2 separate regions of the Bombyx mori genome follow, and region 1 is linked to region 2. A link is a contact called in public Hi-C data. All regions are on one chromosome and are shown on one strand. The core of a region is the stretch at or near the end of the contact, and the rest is flanking DNA. Distances in the headings are between cores, read along the strand shown. Region 1 overlaps LOC101743670 (sialin). Region 2 holds the start of LOC101736475 (protein bicaudal C homolog 1-A).

Region 1 (2,800 bases), core at 99-2,598, 67 kb after region 2:
TATTTTAAATATAAAGAAGAAAAGAGAAGAAGAAAAAAAATACTGATGTTATTACACGTGTTTCACTTAATTTGCTTCCTTTCTCTCTCCCTTCCGTTTCCTTACAAAAGTATAAATCTAGACAACGTTTTAAAAAAAAAATATAGAAGTTTGTTTGCATGGACCCCTCCTCGAGTGAAGGTGAAGGCCTCCTCTAAAGAATAACAGCTGTTTCATTATTAAGTTCTGATGTTCTAAGTTACTATGTAAAGCTGATCTTTCTTCTCTTTAGTTGAGTGAAGTATTTCTTGGGTTTGTGTTCCATTTTCTTATTATTGAAGAAGTTCGAGATATCTTCCTTAGAGGGTTTTGGTCTTGATCTTCCACGGTGACCAGCCGGATTGGAAGATGGTTTTTGTTGCTTCGTTGAAATTAATTGAATGTTGCATCGTTGAGGGAGGGAGCAGTTGGTTGCTGTGAATGTAAGTTATTGGTTGTATTGTCGTCGATTTAAAATTTAATAAATATCCAAACTAAATCAAGTTTTAAGTTTAGTTTTAATTTTAGTGTCGTCCAAAAAATTACCTACGTTGATCTTTAATCCTGAATATTCAACTTTTAGTCCTTCCATATGAAATTGTAAATGTTGAGTCAGCGGAAGGTGAATGAACGTAAGCGGTACAGGTATGCACAAAAGTGATTTTGCACATTAAAAAACACTAAACATTCATTACGCATTCACACACTATTACGTGTAGAAAATAATTTTCAATTCTTAAATTATATACATTTGTATATAGTGTAGAAAAGCTTAGTTTATAACGTGCCTGCGGATGATCCCGATTTTTAGTGCTTTATGCGATCTTAAATCTTTGTTATTTATATCATAAATAGGTGAATCTTCAATCTGATGGGAAGCAAGCACGAGTATGTACATATGAAATCGTATGCAGTCAACATGAGTTTTGAGGTCTCAGTTTTAACAGTAAAACGTTGCACCTAACCGTGCCGATTCACAAGACGTCCTACCACCAGTAGTAAATGAGTTTATTTCAATTAGTTTCAGTATTAGTTCAATTATCGTTCATAACGAATTCATTATTATAATTTCAAACTCTAAACCAGACTCCAGACTCGATCAAAAATATTATACATAATATTATGTTCTATCTAAAATTCGAACATAAATATTTTAATATTTTATTAATACTTTTGTTCATAATGTTACATAACTTAAGCGCTTCGACGTAACGACTGAGTCATCTCGTACATTACAATTGTTTGATGTTCGCAATACCCCATACTCTTGCTAATTGAATAGTCTATATAGAAATGCTCTAAAACATCACTATGTGGCGTGGTTAATAGGCCTTACTTAGTTGCTAATGAAAAAATGATATTAGCCTGTCCGGCTTATACATCAAGAGATACGGATACACCATACTAGCTTATTTTTCATTCAACTGGCACCAAGAACCCAGGAACGAAATGAAAAGTCTGCAGATCTTGCGAAATAAAAAATAGCATTGATCTCGCAAAGATCTCCGCTGAAAAGGGCGTGCATGCTTTAAGATGGATTACATACAAATCGCGCAGTTCTTTAATAAATTTTTTTTATTGTTTTGATGAGGGGACTAGCTCACAGCCCACCTGGTGTTAAGTGGTTACTGGAGCCCATAGACATCTACGACGTAAATGCGCCACTCACCTTGAGATACAAGTTCTAAGGTCTCAAGTATAGTTACAACGGCTGCCCCGCCCTTCGTTTAAACCGAAACGCATTACTGCTTTACGGCAGAAATAGGCAGGGTGGTGGTACCTACCCGTGCTGACTCACAAGAGGTCCTACCACCAGTAAAAGACCAATGACCATGACCAAGCATCATGACCAATTCTTGTTGCGTTATTACGTGTCATAAGGAACCCTAATTGGATCTGGCGGCGCCACCGCTCGGCTCCAAAATGTCCGTTTAAATTATCGCAGCAATCATTCAAGCGTTTATATATATATTTTTTGCTTAACCTCATCGGTCGATCTCACATTTTTATTTTATCATTTCTGAAGGTAGGTATATGGTGCGATATTTCTCGGAACTCATTATGAGAGCACGATAGGAATTTGATGCCCAAATATCCGATGGCGCGGCGTGTGAGGCCGTTTTATTTTGGATAAAATAATTACACTATTAATTGTATTCTGTACTGTACTCTATTTACTGTACTCTATTATATTTATTTACTTTTACTATTTACTCTTGATACTGTACGCTATTTTATTTATTTACAAATCAATCAAATGTTTAGGTGAGAATGTAGCTAGCAAAGAAAAGAAGTTGTTTGACAGATTCCTGAATCGCGCCCCCGACATTTCGTAGAGAAGGGTTTTAGTGGTGGTAGGACCTCTTGTGAGTCCGCGCGAGGTGGTTACAACCACCCTGCCTATTTCTGCCGTGAAGCAGTAATGCGTTTCGGTTTGAAGGGTGGGTCAGTCGTTGTAACTATACATGAGACCTTAGAACTTATATCTCAAGGCGGGTGGCGCATTTGCGTGATGTCTATGGGCTCCAGTAACCACTTAACACCAGGTGGGCTGTAAGCTCGTCCACCCATCTTAGCAATAAAAAAAAGAAGTTTTCATATAAACAAATTTAAAACGTTCAGAGCAGTGGTCTACGGAGTTCACGGAGTAATTTCACTCGCTCTATTGATATTGCCTTTGTTGTTTCCTCCGAAACTGCTAATGTACCGTTGCTTCAAACACATACTCATCATTAAGCTATAATTTTTTTTTGCTGTTCGCATATAATATTGTACAAAGCCA
Region 2 (2,759 bases), core at 236-2,735:
CATTCGCTAGTCTTTTTGGCGCCAGTAAATTCCCGCCAAATTGTCGTTGAAGAATAATAAAGATTCGTTTCATTCAAAAATAAAGAAATTTATTTGATACCAGATAAGTAATGAAGTGAATTTCCATCTTATTATTTACCTTTTTTAGAGCGAGCTCCGATTTTCAAGCGTGCAGGCCAATTTATTAAAGTGTTCGTTTCATTCATTACCTGTGATTGTAAATTGAATAATTTGAGGTACACCACTATTCTCTAATTATAGCAATTTATTACAAAAAATGTATTTAAGTATTTACGTGCTTTGTTAAAAATATGAACTTCAAAAACCTTACCCGATGAAAGAATGCTTGCGCTGTTTGTGATTCCTCGAGGTTATCTATGAAATTGTAAAAATACAAATGTAAGCACGAATTAATTACCTCTTATGAAAGTTAAAAATAATTTGAGATTTCAAATTTGTGTTTTAATATCGTGACGGTCCAGTCAGTTATAAATTAAATCTAAGGTGGTACCTCAGATCTTCTTTGTTACGGTTCTTTGAAGTATCCATCATTTGCATAGTTCCAGTTTTTTATTCGGGACTGTTTAAAATAAATAATGCTTTTGGTAAAGATTCTTTTTTTCCGAAAAAATTGTGAGGAATTGATCTTGAAACGGAACCATTCGAATTAGATGAAGATACCTACATCATGGCCGGGATGCTAATCAGTTTACTATAAAAAAAATTGTAAGTAATTTGATTTCCTTACCACCCAACATAGCCTCAAGGCGTCGTCTGTCAACTCGAAATCTCTCTTGGTAGACATCCTCGGCACTATTCAAACCGAGTATTACGGCTAATTTTTGTAGGTCTTCCGCTGACGTCACCGAGTTACTTGTACCGCTTTCTGACGCCTAACAGAATATTTAGTAACTGAATACTCCCCATCATTTAACTGAACTGATTTCGTTGAATTTCCAGATAACAGTTTTAAAAGTGACAAACGGCGTCATAACAAATTATAGAAAGAATTATTTGAAAATATTAAAATCAAAATGGCGGATTGCTAAATATTCGTGTTTCCAAATAAATAAGAAACATACATACACACAAATACTATTTGTGCCGACTAAAAGAGTAAGAATATTTTATTATAAGTGTGCATTCTATACATTTGTTCTTAGATACACATAAAATGTTATAATTTCAAAATAATAAAATACTGTTTTAAGTGTTTTTATGTCACTCACCTCACTTAATGCATCTTTGTCTGTTTTAAATTCTGATAAATGCGTTTTTACCGTTAAGTAATTGGTCGTAGCCATTATAAATTTTGAATAAATTAAAAATAATATGTATTATTATATTATAGTCAATATATTTATCAATCAATATCAATGCATGAATAAAATTGATTGTCTAAATGTACATTATTGAAGAAAATACTATAAATATATAAAAATTCTGTGGTTATACCAGAACAACTTCACGAAGTGACTCTTTGAAAGATTTTAAAAGTATTGAAAAAGTGTGTACTTATTATGTTGAACAAACTTAAATGGAGGTAGTTTAAAATTCGTTACTTTCTCAGACAAAATTCAAAAATTGTCAGTTTGTCAAAAAAAGACAGAAATTTAGTAAATTTTCCTGTTTTTAATTTTAAAAAAAACTTTGTAAATTTGTTGTAAATCTTTGTATTTCGTTCTATAAATAATCAAAATGTTTTCGATTATCTACTTAAAAAAACATTTTGTATTACTTATACTTATTTGCAACAGTTGTATTACTGAAATTATAATAAAAATTGTTTTCTTGTAATGAAAGGTTAATAATAAATAACAAATAATCCGTTCCCAATTTATGTATGGAATAGATTGATTTGTTCGCATGAATGAAATCGCCTTATTGTTACGAACTTGTAATGCTAATGTAATCGTATTCGAGCACGAGAAACGGAACGACCTGTTTTGAATTAAACTTTTGAGTTCTACTTAAGAAGCCGCGCGAGGTCGCATCAGTCGGGTTTCTGCGCTGGCCGGTGTTATACGTGCGTCGTCTCGACTCTCAAATCTCGTGTCATTATAATTTTAAGTTTTTAATTTATAAATTAAAGTAGCTTTAGTAAAGTATTATATTATAGGTATTTAAGTGTAAGTCTTTTTATAGTGCATATCGTATTTTAAGTGTGCCGAAAATCGTAAAGAATCAAGTGTATAAAAATAATACTGTGAGTATTCGACGGTTATTTTGTTCTTACAAGTATCAATTTAACTCTCCAAAATTTTTTGGTGAGAGTGTAAGCTATTCATGGAATTCTAATTGGGTGATTGTGTTCGAAATAAAAGCAGCCACATTTAATAAAATTTAGCATCTGTGGATAATAATTTCATTGGCCGTGTTTCACGGTCCTCCCGACCGGCTACTACTACTCCACATTCTAGTAACTTTTAAAGTGTGTGTAAAATTGTACTCTTAATGTACTTAAAAAAAAACCATTTCTATTAATCTATACTAATTATATAACTAAAAAAAAACAAATGAAATTGAAACTACACTTTCATTTATCTGTTTGTGCATTTGTATGTCGAACTTGACCAATTTTATTATGGTTTATTGGGTACTTAATTAAGATAAGCTTCGGATAACTTGTACTGTTTGTTTGAAATCAGTCGACAAACCAAAAATTATGAAAATATAATACGTATACAAATTCGCGCCAACTTTAATACTATTTAATACCATACCACCACGACGTCTAACTCTCATATTATGTAGCTTTT

Evidence for each region. Hi-C and Micro-C count contacts between places; a contact is called where the count stands out from the background.
Region 1: a Hi-C map of midgut shows a contact between it and region 2, with 2.2 times the contacts expected there. The contact joins the enhancer-like site here to the promoter of LOC101736475 in region 2. A contact is called at or near these places in 2 of 7 Hi-C or Micro-C datasets (midgut and whole pupa).

The regions. Positions count from the first base shown.
Region 1 is chr3:1,991,248-1,994,047 of ASM3026992v2, forward strand. All of the region lies in intron 8 of LOC101743670 (sialin), which reads left to right. Among protein-coding and RNA genes, the nearest start is that of LOC101736753, 42 kb to the right of the region's middle. Within about 2 kb of position 1,349, at least 2 of the 8 cell types and tissues checked have open chromatin away from gene starts, as enhancers often do.
Region 2 is chr3:1,924,220-1,926,978 of ASM3026992v2, forward strand. LOC101736475 (protein bicaudal C homolog 1-A) reads right to left here and starts at 1,486. Exons shown (of 20, transcript XM_012688490.4): 1 at 1,230-1,486; 2 at 749-893; 3 at 332-375; 4 at 140-209. The coding sequence starts at 1,304. It overlaps LOC101743670 (sialin), which reads left to right and starts at 1,916. Exons shown (of 12, transcript XM_038021329.2): 1 at 1,916-2,206. LOC134201016 (a long non-coding RNA gene) reads left to right here and starts at 323. Exons shown (of 2, transcript XR_009976171.1): 1 at 323-726; 2 at 961-1,210.